Regions from separate parts of the Mus musculus genome. Here all the other regions are linked to region 1. Evidence: chromatin contacts called from public HiChIP or PLAC-seq and promoter capture Hi-C data. All regions are on one chromosome and are shown on one strand. Each heading gives the region's core, a stretch centred on a gene start, on an enhancer-like site or on the middle of the called end of the contact. The rest is flanking DNA. Distances are from core to core; before and after follow the strand shown. Region 1 holds the start of Bub3 (BUB3 mitotic checkpoint protein). Region 2 has its middle 8.5 kb from the start of Gm35249. Region 3 overlaps Gm34908 (a long non-coding RNA gene).

The links. Promoter capture Hi-C pulls out the DNA fragments that hold promoters and counts their contacts. HiChIP or PLAC-seq counts read pairs in DNA pulled down with a chosen protein or histone mark.
Region 2: an H3K4me3 HiChIP or PLAC-seq map of embryonic limb bud shows a contact between it and region 1, with 5 times the contacts expected there. The contact joins the enhancer-like site here to the promoter of Bub3 in region 1. A contact is called at or near these places in 9 of 39 promoter capture datasets (the 3T3-L1 cell line, the C10 cell line, the SN4741 cell line and 5 more), 2 of 484 Hi-C or Micro-C datasets (CD4 T cells and cerebellar granule neurons), 7 of 115 datasets of contacts at active chromatin or transcription factors (bone marrow-derived macrophages, craniofacial prominence, embryonic forebrain and 3 more) and 1 of 9 other capture datasets (liver).
Region 3: a promoter capture Hi-C map of hippocampal neurons shows a contact between it and region 1, with 2.3 times the contacts expected there. The contact joins the enhancer-like site here to the promoter of Bub3 in region 1. A contact is called at or near these places in 4 of 39 promoter capture datasets (the HPC-7 cell line, cranial neural crest, hippocampal neurons and 1 more) and 3 of 115 datasets of contacts at active chromatin or transcription factors (bone marrow-derived macrophages, extraembryonic endoderm stem cells and stem cell-derived neural progenitor cells).

The regions. Positions count from the first base shown.
Region 1 is chr7:131,558,482-131,563,041 of GRCm38.p6, forward strand. Bub3 (BUB3 mitotic checkpoint protein) reads left to right here and starts at 1,889. Exons shown (of 8, transcript NM_009774.4): 1 at 1,889-1,973; 2 at 2,229-2,423; 3 at 3,056-3,125. The coding sequence starts at 2,229.
Region 2 is chr7:132,527,516-132,532,075 of GRCm38.p6, forward strand. No RefSeq gene overlaps it. Among named protein-coding and RNA genes, the nearest start is that of Gm35249, 8.5 kb to the right of the region's middle. Within about 2 kb of position 1,841, at least 9 of the 459 cell types and tissues checked have an H3K27ac peak or open chromatin away from gene starts, as enhancers often do. A contact at or near this core is called in embryonic limb bud, where this site is marked.
Region 3 is chr7:132,376,114-132,380,673 of GRCm38.p6, forward strand. It overlaps Gm34908 (a long non-coding RNA gene), which reads right to left. Exons shown (of 5, transcript XR_870003.1): 4 at 2,586-2,640. Among named protein-coding and RNA genes, the nearest start is that of Gm34908, 8.2 kb to the right of the region's middle. Within about 2 kb of position 2,693, at least 7 of the 459 cell types and tissues checked have an H3K27ac peak or open chromatin away from gene starts, as enhancers often do. A contact at or near this core is called in hippocampal neurons, where this site is marked.

The DNA.
Region 1 (4,560 bases), core at 639-3,138:
TGTTGTAAAATGGTCAAGACTCTGCTTGTGGCCAGATTTCCTATCTCAAGTCTAGCAATTCATTTGAATAATCAGCAAAATAGTCCATCTCTTTTCAGGCTCTAAACTTGATTTACAAGATTGACGTTTCTTAAAACTCAAATAGAGTTGGGCTGCAAGTGTGCGGCCAGAGGGGCCTGAATCATACACACATGGGATAATGAAATATGCTTAGATTTTATTAGCAGGTAATTTATGCTCAGAATCTGGAAACAGTAATAGAATTAAATAAACAACTGGGAAAGAGAACCAAATAAGTCAAGAGGTAAAATTATTTGGCTAAACTTAGAATGCAAAACAACTCAATGCATTAAAAAAAATTGAACTTGGCCATTGATTTGTTGAAAGAGAAGAGAGAGAAAGAACCACATACTAGAACTATTTGGAGAGGGAAGACAACCAGAATATTTTAGCCATAATAACCATCATCAGGACAAAAGACTGGTGTGTGTGTGTGTGTGTGTGTGTGTGTGTTATTGTCAGGAATCTTAAGTGCATTTAGTTCAGAGTCTGTGCACACATAAGATCTTTCTTTCTTTCTTTCTTTCTTTCTTTACTTTTATTTTTTTAGACAGGGTTTCTCTGTGTAGCCCTGGCTGTCCTGGAACTCACTCTGTAGACCAGGCTGGCCTCGAACTCAGAAATCCACCTGCCTCTGCATCCCAAGTGCTGGCTGCGCCACCACTGCCCGGCAAGATCATTTTTCTTTTCTTTTCTTTTCTTTTTTTTTAAAAATGTACCTTGAAAGTTAAGTAGTTTAAAACTAGAGACAACTTCCTACTTCATGCAACAATTTCAAAATAAAAGGGATTGTCTCAAAAAGATGGGACAGAGAAAAAGAAGTTGTATCCAAGGATTAATTAGAAACTCAGTAACATTTTGCATGTCAGTATGCTACTATGTTGTTTGTTAAGTACTGCTTTTCTCTCACAGAACCAAAACAACCTTTTGATTCTCATATTTTTTAGAGGATTCTAGAAACAGAAAGTGCAGCAAACTGAGCCTGCAACTTCCATGATAATGCAGAGGAAGGTGGGAGAGGGAGGACAGTCACAATGCTAGGTCCTATGATGAACATTCCTAAGAGATTCTGGCTGATCGTTAAAGATTGGAAATATTTGTGTCCTGCTCTGTTCACCCTTATGGGTGTGGTACTCTTCTAAAGCAAGGAGTAGTTTGACTGAGTGTGTATTCCCAGAGCTGCTTAAGAGGCCTGACATTCAGGTGCTTGAAAACTGTGGAGAGATGAAACGATAAAAATGAGATCACTAGAACTCAAGGGAAATGAGTCTCTAGTTCACAAATTGATAACCCAGCAAAATAAAAGCAAATAGTACCTTTGACTAGAAATTATTCTTCAGTATGACTAGTCTGGATTAAGTCCAGGGGTATGTGCACGGCTAGAAAGAAAATATTAATTTATATCTATAGTAGTTATCAACCAAAATGAAATTCTGTGTCTGAGAGATAGAGGAGAAGGATGTCACAAGAGCTAGATAAAATCTCTTTTCTGCCTTCTAGTCTGTGGATGTTCAGGCAAGCAGCTCCAGGGAGACTACAACTCCCAGCATGCAGCATACAATTGTGGGCGGGCGTGAACGCCTTCATGACCTGAGCATACTTGGGAGTTGTAGTTTTCCCTCCGCAGCTCCAGAGATGTAACCTCGGCGTGGAGGTACTAAGAGACCCGGTGAACGGGGGGGGGGGGGGAAACGCGGCTTCCCTTTGAGCCGGAACAGGATGACTGCGGAAAATGAGGCAAGCAGTAAATCAGACCAATCAGCTGCCGAGATCGAGCCGTTGGCGTTCAAAATCAGCCAATGATAGGCCTGCTCCGGAGCTTCCTCTCCGCCTTCTCCGCTTTGCCTGCGAGTGCTCGGAGGGAAGCGGATCGGTAGTGGCCGGTGCAGAAACGTTGCTTAGGCGGACAGGAGGTAGAGGTTCGGGCGAGGGCGGGCGGAGCGGGATCTGTGGCCCGTGGCCGGCGCATCGATGCACAGAGGGATCCGGTCGAGGTCCATTGTGTTTTATATGGGGATCTGCGGGCAAGGAAGGAGGCCAGGCCGGGTGGAGCTCGGCGGAAGCGGGATGGCGGCCGGCCTGGATCAAGGGGGACTCGCGCAGGCGCAGGCCGTGGCCGGCCTCTGTTGCTCCGGTTAGGAACTCAGACTTAGCGTTTTGTTCTACAGATGACCGGTTCGAACGAATTCAAGCTGAACCAGCCACCCGAGGATGGCATCTCCTCGGTTAAGTTCAGCCCCAACACATCCCAGTTCCTCCTGGTCTCCTCCTGGGATACGTCTGTGCGCCTCTACGATGTGCCCGCCAATTCCATGAGGCTCAAGTACCAGCACACTGGTGCTGTCCTGGACTGCGCCTTCTACGTAGGTGGATTCAGTTTCTGCTCCTGTCCCCTTAATACTGAGATGTCCTAGGCCTTGCCAGTAGCATCTCATACACGGTTCGAGAATTCTGATAGTTCATAACTACTCGGGAATTCTTCCCTTTAGCCTGGCATCAAGCCTACTACAATGGTTTGTGTTCTTATTTCTTCTCTCGTGGCAATTTCAATCTCCATTTGTAAATTCAGACTTGAGTAAACTTTCTGGACATAGATAATTGAAGTTAGCAGCAAGACTGATTTTTAGCTATCCTTTGAAAAGTAATGAATGTTGTCTAATTTAGCCTTAACTCCTGGTGTCCACCTTGTATTTGCTTCCTTGTGGAGATCACTAACTTGCATTTTTGTTTGCTTCTTAGTTTCTGTCACACTGGACATAACACTTGGCTGTAGAAATAGCAATGTTGAAAATGCTTGCTAAAGCTTTGTAACTTTGAATTGGCTCCAAATGTAAGAGTGGGGTGGGAGGATGTGGTGGCCACAACTTTAATCCCAGAGGCAGAGGCAGGAAGAGCTCTTGAGTTTTGAGGCCAACCAGGGCTACATAGTGTCTTCCAAAAAAAAAAAAAAAAAAGTAAGAAAGAAAAAAAATCAAACCCAAATTTTGCTTTGTAGGATCCAACGCATGCCTGGAGTGGTGGATTAGATCATCAACTGAAAATGCACGATTTGAACACTGATCAAGGTATTAATATAGCTACATTTTACCAGTTTTTCTTTACTAGTGTATTTGTGTAGAAATGCTTATTTAAGAAGAGTAGGTGTTTTCAGTACTTATGTGAAGGCGGAACACGGCTTTGATAATAGACTTTTAAAATTGGATTAAGTTACCACAAATGGAACCTGAATTTTGCAGTAAAGCCCCTTCTGAGCACTGTCTTTTTTTTTTTTTTTTTTAAGATTTATTTATTTAATTTATAAGAGTACACTATAGCTATCTTCAGACACATAACAAGAGAGCATTGGATCTCATTACAGATAGATGGTTGTGAGCCACCATGTGGTTGCTGGGAATTGAACTCAGGACCTCTGGAAGAGCAAACAGCCAGTGCTCTTAACTGCTGAGCCATCTCTCCAGCCCCTGAGCACTGTCTTAAGTGTCTAGTGGAAGCATCATTTAAGCATTTGACTGTCACTATTAGAAGTCTTAAGCAGCGGACTGGACTCAGGGTCCGGTTTGTCAGGATTTCTTTGGACAGTTTGATATTTTAGGTTGGTCTTTTCACAGGCTAAAAAAAAAAGTACATTTTAAAAATGGAGCACGGTAGCCCCGTCATATTTATCTTAGTGATGCCTTTGCGTTCTTAGCAGGAGAATGTATTTCAGTTGGCTGTGTAAAAACATTTCTTAAGAGGTTTATGATTTCACTGTGGCAGGATTTGGAATGGAACCCAAGACGTGCAAAGCGCTCTGAGCTTTGTTTGCCTGCCCTGTATTGGATGTAGGTATACTGGAAAGCGATGGTGGGGGTGTAGACATGTGGCTACCTAGAGGCCAGCTTGAGCAATCCGAGTGGACTGAGAAGCACATCTGAGCCAGGTGTGATGCTGCTCCTGGAATCCCAGCACTTGGGAAGGGGAGGCGGGCGGATAAGAAATTCAAGGCCAGCCTCGGCTATATAGATAGTTTGAGGCCAGCCTAGACTACTAAGACTCTGTTTCCAGGAGAAAAGGAATGATTTTTCATTGGAAGAGGCCTCTGTCCAAAAGTGACTTTGTGTGTTTAATATGCACATGCGAGGAGAGCACTCTGCCTGAGCTACATTCCTGATCCTGGTCCTGGTCCTCTTCCTTTTTTTTTGTCTGTCACATGGGCTTTGGCACACAGTAGATATTTAGTAGATGTTTACTGAATGAACAAATGAGATACTGTGAAAGTTGAAATTGACAGGAAGGAAATTATGTAGCAGAAATTGGACCCTACCATGAGAAGCAAGTGAGTTAATTGAAAGACTCCCCTCAGCCTTCAAATCCTGTAACCATTTCATACTAGCTTTGACTTAATGGGAAGACAAGTGCGGTCAGGGTGCAGGAAGCCAGAGATCTCCACTCTTAGCTCACTCGCCAAGTATTTCTGGAGCACCTACAGTGTACCAAGCATGCACTAGATACAACCAAAGG
Region 2 (4,560 bases), core at 591-3,090, 970 kb after region 1:
TCAGAGGCCTCAGAGTCAACAATCTGGAAAAGTGTCCTGTGTGTGGCCCAGGTGACAGCCTCCCTCTGTTGTGTGCTATGTGCTACCAAGTGTTATTTCTTGTTAGGAGTCCATCCTGATCATTGCTGGCCAACAGTAAGGAATGATGGATGGCCTTCTAGGTCAGGGACTCCCTGGGGAATTTAACAGGGAGGGGTGGACAACTGCCCTCCCTTCCTGCTGAAGCCATATGCCTACAAACTAAGTGCTTCAGGACCTTGGGGACAGGGACATTAACAGAGTGCCATTTGTTTACCCTCTCCACAGTGACAGTCTGTACACTGAAGGCCTCTGGGCAATGGCCCTGTGTTTCCACACTGAGGACAGGCTTGTGAAGTCTATGGAGAGAAGGAGAGGGAGAAGAAAGAGTGAAGGAGAGAGAGAGGGAGAAGGGACAGAGGGGAGAAAAGAAGGGCCATCAGCCGTGCAGCCAGATAACCCTGGTCTGGGGCATGCCAATCAAGCAAAGAAGGAGCCACGCCCCTTCACAGAACTCTGCGTTCCTTATACCAGTCTGCTTCATGAAAATATGGAGCTAACCATATCAGCCAATCTCTCTCAGGCAAATAAAGCTTATCTGTTTTAAATGTGAGTCTTGGATTGTTTTGTTTTTGGTTTTGTTTTTGTTTTGTTCACCATTTTGGTCCCACTTTGGTTTAATTCCCACAGGATTCCAAGTGGAACCCTCACTGTTTCTCGAAGGGTCATCCTGTGACTATGGAGCAGGCTCCTTGTGGGCCTCCTCTACTCTAAAGCTCTTCCCACTTCTCTTAGCTCTGGCCTCCATAAGCTGTCCCCAGCCTGGCCCACTGTTTCCAGCCTCTGTGCAGGGTTGGATCCTTGCCTGCTCCCAGACAGACCCAGCCATTGGGTCCCAGAAAACCCCTGAACAATCTTCCTACAGAGAGATAGCTGAGTCCCTAAAAACCATGTGAGGCCCAAAGCTGTTCTCATTGACTCTAACAACAGCCCTGGGGGTGAACACCACAACTCATTGTAGTAAAGAAATAGTCTCTGATGGGAGCAAGGTGCCCAAAGTCACACAGATAATCAAATCCAAACCTCAAGTAACAGAATGTATGCTCCTTGCCAGGTGTGTACCACCCTTCAGGGCTAGGGTCTAACTCCAAGACAAGGGCTGAGAGCCAGCCCACCCCAACCCCTACCAGGTCTCCAGAACACAGTCCTTTCTGGCACAGCCATCCTCCAGGCTAGGAACATCAGAAGTCCAACTCAACCCCAGCTTCCCAGGCCCTGCCTTTATCAAAGTCCCTCTTCCCTAGGAATCAGGGCCAGGATCAAAGATGCCACAAGGAAGACAGTCACAGGAAAAGCAGAACCTAGAGGGAGAATGTAAAGATGTAACCAACAGACACAGAGATATGAAGGGGACCAGTGGAGATGGGGGTTGAAAGATATTAGACATTAGATAGATAGATAGATAGATAGATAGATAGATAGATAGATAGATAGATAGATAGATGAATAGGTAGGACTCCACGAAGAGCTAGCCCAGGCCAGCGTATATCCTCATGCAGGCCAGAACACAGCGTCCTCATGAGGAGCTTGCTAAATGCTTACCCTCGGTCACAGGAAGTCTGTAAGTTGAGCCATATTAGGCTCTAGCCTGTATTGGGACAGACTTAATGGCCTGGGTCATAGTCGCCACCAACATAAAGTGTTCTTGTTCCCTGGTGACTTTAACAAGGTATTTATGGGCGGGAGACAACACTGGGCTTATGGGTCTGGCTGCTCAGACAATGGGGGCAAAGAGCTGGGTCAGCACAAGGGCCCAGTGATAAAGGCTGTTAAGACAGGCAGGACTAAGGAGCCATTCACCCCACAGCACACTGAGCAGGGACACCCCTCCCTTGCCCTGCTAACTACAGCCAGACAGGCTCACTCCTGGGGGACCCTTCACCTTCATGGGGGTGGGGGCATCTCCACCAGATACCTATTCCCAGGATGCCCACCATCCACACCAGCCCCAACTGCTTCTTTGATGTTTGTTGTTCGATGCAGGGTCTTCCTGTGCTGTCTAGCTTGGCCTGCAGCTCCTGGGTTATATCAGTCTTCTGCTAGCTCCCAAGTAGCTGGGACTGCACGAGTGCCTGAACCCACCACCAATTTTTAGAACAAAGACCTAAAAACTTTAGGACAGAGATTCTGCACCACTTCCTTCCAGTATCACCAAGAACCACGGGAACATCTTCGGCTCCCAGACAACCCCACTCTGCTATGAGCCCACACCCTTCACCACATACAAAGTCATTTGCATGGGGTTTTTCCTCATCAACATGACCTGAGGACTGAGTGACTGAGATAAGGCCTCAATCCAGTCAAAGCAGAGTCACTGGTGTGTCGATTCATCTCTCTCAGGCGGCTGTGAAATTTCCATGTTTTTTCTTATGTATAGAGATATTGAGGACTAATACAAATAAGACCCCCCTGGTAAGAGACACACACTTCAATAGTTGCAACTGGGCCTTTCTAGTATACTGGGGTGCAGGGAACAGTTTACAGCTTAATGTCTTATCACCAATACCACACCACAGACAAAGAAGCAAGCTCAGGATGGCACTAAGGCCACAGGTGAAACACGCAGGAGTGCCTCTGGACAAAGGGAACTGTCAGACTCCTCACACCTCCATACACACACACACATCCACCCAGACAGCCTCACCCTGCCTCTCAACTCATGGCACCCGGCACCATCAAAAAGATCATCTTCAAGTTGGCAGTGTGAATCGGGGATAGAACAGTGAGTAGGGTTTGGCTAAACAAGGGGAGCAAAGAAAACAGGAAACACATGTAGAGGACAGAGCATGGCAAGAGGGACCAGAGTGCCAAGGTTAGGATCACATCTTTGAAGTCAATAGAAATAGTAACAGCACCCAAATGCCTCACAAATCTCTCTAACACATCTCTAGGCTGGTTAGGAATCTGCCAACAGTGTTAGCTGAGGCTGCAGATAGAAGAAGGCTAAAGAATAGGTTCCTTTTTCCACCAATAATCTTGAGCAGAAGCTTGTGCACACACGAGCTTGCTTGAGATGACAGAGACAGCTGTGGATTTCAAATGAAAACTTGTAGCTCCCTTCTCAGCTCACACAACCACCTTGAACACCTGGAACAAGTGACTGCCCCTGTGGGAATCCCTATGATGCAGGTACCCAAGACCCTTTTCCTCTTCCTCATTGCAGGAGCAGGATTGGAGAGGCCATGCCAAGAGACCGCTGTACTGGCTGGGGGAACTGAATCAGTCCAACATGTCTCCTCCTGATGCCCAGATCTGTGACTATGTCCTCTTGAGTGACATGGTCATCACCTCTGCAGATGTGATGAAAGTGAGGATCATGAATTATGAGGGTGAGGGACAAATCCTGAATGATCCCATGGGCTTGAGGGGGCAGCTTAGATACTCTAGGAGAGTGGCAGGGTCAGAGAAGGAGACCAGACGACAGAGGCAGAGGGGAGAGTAAGATGCCTTGAAGAGGAAAGAGGGACCATGGACCAAGGGATGTGCAGCCTCTGGGGTAGAATGGGCAGGGAGCAGGTTTTCTCTAGAGTCTTCAGAAGTAGAGAACCCTCAGCAGGAGGGGACAGTCTGATGACACCTTGATGCTCACCTGTTACGCTGATTTTGGAACTTTGACCTCCAGGGCTGTAAGACAGTAATGTGGGTTGTGTAACTCACCATACCTGTTTCAACTTGTCACTGTGGCCACAGAAAACAGCCATTCCAGTGCCTGGCTTAGTTGGGAGCCAACCCAGAAAAATCTCCCAACTCTGCAGATCTTATAGAAGCACTTCCTTTCATTAAAGCAAGATGATGGTGAATTTTGCTCTTTGCATGTAGAAAACAAGTTTCCCAAAAAACTTCATTTTACTTCTTAGGGAGGCGCTAAAGAACAAGCAGATGACCTGGAAATATGCAATTACTTAAGCAGCAGCAGGCTCTTCCCAGAGAAGAACTTAAGGGTGTACTCTAACAAAGGCAGCCTGCAAGCCTGGCCACCACTGAAGGAGCCTTATAGCCAAGCAGAGTGACCAAAGGCCCTTTGATAGGGTCAGGTGCTCAAGGTTTTGGAGCAAGGAGCTTCCCAAAAGCTGTAAACACAGTGAATTGACTTTGTGCATAGGATGTGCTCGTGTTTTATTAATAAGCCCTGTGTAAAGGTCCAGGACAGGAGAGAAGACAGAACCGAGGTGAACCTCGTTACACTGCCTCTTTTCCAGAGACAGGACTGTGTGAATAATCCCTCATTGGAGAAGGCCATGGGTGGTAGACTGTGGCATCTGCTCTCTTCAGCTCTGGTTGGAGCAGACAGACTAACAAGCCAAGCCTCTACAGACCCAACACCAGGAGCCTATCACACTGCTACAGTGAAACCCTCCAGTCCTGGCGAATACCTGGAACAGGAAGTTGAAAGGCACAGTTCTATTCTCTGCTATGAGCCAAAGGAATCATAGTCCATCTTTGGACTTCCATTTGCCAAGCCACAGCCAAACACAGCTAACA
Region 3 (4,560 bases), core at 1,443-3,942, 820 kb after region 1:
TCACATGAGACTTCAAAGCACATTGATTTTAAAACATCTTTTGATTGAAATTATATTTAATCTATGCATTGACTTGGGGGAGGGCAGACAGCTATTTAATATTTTATCTTACCGACTAAGAAAGGAACCTATCTGTCAGCAGTCTGATGCCTGCTCCCCTTTGTAAACCAGCCTGGACGACCCAGTGTGAACATTAGGACTGTGTTCTACCTGTCTGGTGGAAGAATTTCAGGCAATCCCTGATGACCAGGAGGGGACTGATATTGGAGAAAGGAGAAGGCGCTGGCTGGTCTTGCTCACACCATGTTCCTCAGTGTGTTGCCTATAGCTTGGTTTCTTTCTGGTATTCCAGGGATGGTTTTAGTTGGAGGTTGCTGTTCCTCTCCACCACCCACCCCTGGCCATCTTAGTATGTGCTCAGCCCACTTGCTATATGGTCACATTCCCTTTGTCACTCAAGACCGCGCCGCACCTTCCCACATCGACCTCACTCCGTTGTGATCTGGAAGTGGCAGATCTCCCATTGTGGCAGGGCTGCTGTGGAGAAGCTTTCTGAAGCTATGGCTGTTGGAAGGTCCTCGGCTAATGAGACACTTCTCAAAAAGGAAAAGCTCTCTGACTTCCTACATTTAAGTGTGAATTCTGAGCATCTCAGTGCAGTCTACCATGAGATTTTCAGCCAATTAATTTCAGAGGCAACTTGTATCTCTAATCTGAAGCCATGTCACCTCCAACACAAGTTAACACACATGGCTTTCAATCTTCTCAGCCCAGTGGCTTACACGACTTCATTGCAGATCCTTGTGCCATTGTTGAACTCCTAGGACATTTGGCTCCCTCACGTCTCACTATCCAAGGCTCCTCTCATGTTCACTGTCCTCTGTATCCACACTGTGTTTTCCCACTATCATTTCTATCCATCAAACATTGCCTCTGCCACAGTGACAGCCTCCTGTCCCATCCACGTCCATACCTACTGATTTCTGCGGTCAGGACCCCCAACGAGGACTACAGGCAGGATAATATTGGACCCTTCGCTTCATGGTGCAGACAAAAGCGTGTTTCCCCGGATGTCCTGGGACGAAGCTGTAACCCATAGTATGGTTATAATTAGAGCTATGGCTTCAGGAGATAGTTCACATTTGATGATAAGATTGTGAGAGTTGAGTCCTCATTTGGTAGGATTGGCCACATTATAAAAAAAATAAAAGCCAGCCAGGTGTGGTGGCGCACGCCTTTAATCCCAGCACTCGGGAGGCAGAGGCAGGCTGATTTCTGAGTTCGAGGTCAGCCTGGTTTACAAAGTAAGTTCCAGGATAGCCAGGGCTATACAGAGAAACCCTGTCTCGAAAAAAGAAGAAGAAAAAGAAAAAGAAGAAGAAAAAGAAGAAGAAGGAGGAGGAGGAGGAGGAGACGGAGACGAAGAAGAAGAAGAAGAAGAAGAAGAAGAAGAAGAAGAAGAAGAAGAAGAAGAAGAAGAAGAAGAAGAAGAAGAAGAAGAAGAAGAAATCCGACAAGAAGGGCATGCCATCCCAAGAGAGCACTCAGGAAGAGCAACATGAGGTAGAGCCCCAAGGAGGCTTCCTTACAGCCTGAGTCCAGGAACCAAGTTACCCAGCACCTTGGCCCCAGAATTGTGATAAGTACATTTCTGTTGTTTAAATCTCCTAGTCTTTGGAATCTTGTTGAAGCCAACCTCACTAAGGCACACCATGGTAAGTAAACAAACAAAAATTGTATTTTATGACTACATTATTATAAACATAAGAATATTAACTCTATATTAAATCATTTTCTCAAACCTGAAAATCATTATTTCTCTGGAAAAATAAATCAATAAAATCATGTTCACTGACCCTAAAAATATCTTGCATCCCCAGACACTGCACCTAAAGACTGATAGAGAGATGCCCAATGTTCCCATTGCTCAACTGAGAGCTGACTCAGGCTGCCATCTGGCTCCTGGATTCACAGCCGTTGCTCCCATGAGAGCACTCGATCACGGGTGGATGGGAATTGTTGAACGATTGCTCCAGTTTCCCCTCCTGTGAACAAGATCATGGCCAGCCCCGTGCAGTATTCTCTTCCCAAAGTCCCAGCCTGCTAAAACTCCAGTTACTCATATTTGCAGTTACTGTGAGCATACCTTAGACGGGCTTTCTTTACTTCCTGCCCAACCCTACCCAAATTTCCTGATCAATAAACTGTCTATATTCAAGCCCCTGTCGTTCTCTTTGCTTCTCAGCAAATGCAAACACAGTACAATCCTTCCCTCAAAGACGCTGTAGAGCCTCTCTTTGCTAGCTTCTACCTCGCAGCATAACCACAAACCCAACTCTCTCCTCCTGTTCAATAGACTGGATTCTCTGATGGAGCCAGTATCCATATGCTGTCAGCAAGGGCCGTGCTCTGCACCTGTCCACTTTTGTCCCCCTCTATCCAGTGTCCCATGTGTTAGCCCAAACCTATTTATGCCAGCTTTATGTGTGATTGTAATTGTGCAACTTCATTATGTGCAGTTCAAACCAAGGAAATATTCATGTGCAGAGGGAGCTGCTGCTTCCAGGAAAACCAGGTTAACGTACCTGGGAAAGACAAATTGCTGCAAATGCTATTCATCACATCAGCGTGGGTTGCCATCTGTAATAGATTGGGAAAATGGTTAAAACCTGAGCCATGTCACTTCACAAGTATTTTAATCCTCTTTCCCCCTGAAAGGTAAAGTGGAACTGGAAGTGGAAGACTGTGCGGTGGGGGTTGAGGCAAGCACAGATCTCTGCTGTTTCAAATCCTCTGAGTCACCTGGTTCAGGAAAGGCTGCCTCTCACACCCAGGTCAGTTGCCAACTCTAATCCTGTCCACTCTCTTCCACTTGAAGAATTATTATCCCCTTCCTAGTTAAAAATATATATTGGACAAGCAATTCTCAAAATCTGACCGTTTCCTACCCTACCCTCAGCTGGTTCCAGCTGGCTCTCCAGGAGGAACAACCACACATCTACAGCAAATTATCATAGGCTAGATGACTAAAAAGCTACAAGATGGATCTCTTATGGAGGTCAGGGGCCCAGTGGGGTCAGGCTCTAGTGAGGGACCCTTTCCAGGCAGCATACAGCTGACTCCTCCTATGGGGAGAGGAAAGTACGCTAAAGTCCCTTTTATGGGGGGGCACTGATCCTACCTATGAGGTTTTGACTTTGGGAAACAAACCTTTGTCCGTGATACAGGATTACAGACAGTGCTCTGTCCCCCCCCCCTCCCCCCGAGGTCACCCTATCCTCACTGGAACCGTCTCTACCTCCCCTCCAGTGTCCACTGCGCTGCCTCTACTCCTTCTTGCGGTCCTTGACAGCTCAGCACATGCGCCCTGTGCAACATTCCCAGCTCAGCATCCCATGTTGCCAACACCCAGCTGTCAAGGTCAAGAGTGCATAGCACACGGAGTATCCCTGGGTAAGCCAGCAGGTGAGTAAGGAGAATCCCTTCAGGTTCAGGACACTCCTGGCCCTCTGATCTTAAAGGATTTCATTCCCAGATTGCTCTTCCTAGTAAGGGTCTCACTATGGGCCTTATGGCAAGACTACTTGGAAATGCTGGACTCTGTGGACAACAGGAAGAAGGGGATGAGGGCAGGAAGGAAGTGGTTCTGGATCTCAACATCCCTGTGTGCTCTGCCTTCAGTCCCTGGGGTACTGCCCAGGTTTTCCTGAAGGAGGGATGACAAGGATGTAAGATGTGAGGGCTGGCAGTGAGCTTAGCCTCTGGAGGGGCTGAAGTAGGCCTGCAGGTCATCCAGACTCAAGACCAAGCCAAGAAGGAAGGAGACAGGGGAGGACTTGATGATCTGAGGTCAACTCCAGCTTCAGAGACAGCCAAGGAACCAACCTGGGATTCATCTTCATCTTTAGTAAGGCTGTGCTGAGTTGGTCCCACTCCGGGCAACCTGACAGGTAGGAGGCATCATTCCCACTGTGGCTGGACAGGTACATCCTCCCCACCTGTCCCCCTCAACCTTAGTGGGGTCCCACATGGCCTCTCCTGTCACCTGCTGACTGCAGTTATGGGTCCCTTCACTGTTCATCAGTTTCAGAGTTGAGCTCTCTAAGGGCAAACATTGATGTTAAGGATGGGCTGTGGTACCCAGATCAGTGTTAGTCATCATCGCCTTGAGAGTAAGGATTCAGCAGGCTATCTGAGGCTTTGCACAGGATACCATCCTTGCTTTCAAGGGATAACATTCAGAGGTGGTCAGGGACTGAGGGTGGGCCTCTCCCAGAATGAATGAAAACCTTTATAAAAGGAACTCCACGGGGCTCCCCACCTTCACTCTCTGATGGTGAGTCCAATGGGATGACTCGGCAGTCTGACTTCACCTTCCTAGCTCCCTCGCTTTGGAATCTCAGTCTAGAACTGTGAGAAACACATTCCTTATAAACTATATAGCTTATTGTAAGCTCCTCTTGGTGCAAGTGGCCAGGCCCTGTCCCCAGACTATACTGACTGCTGTTTCCAGTCCCTCAAGAGGCTGGTGACCAAGTTCTACCCTACAGAGAAAAACAA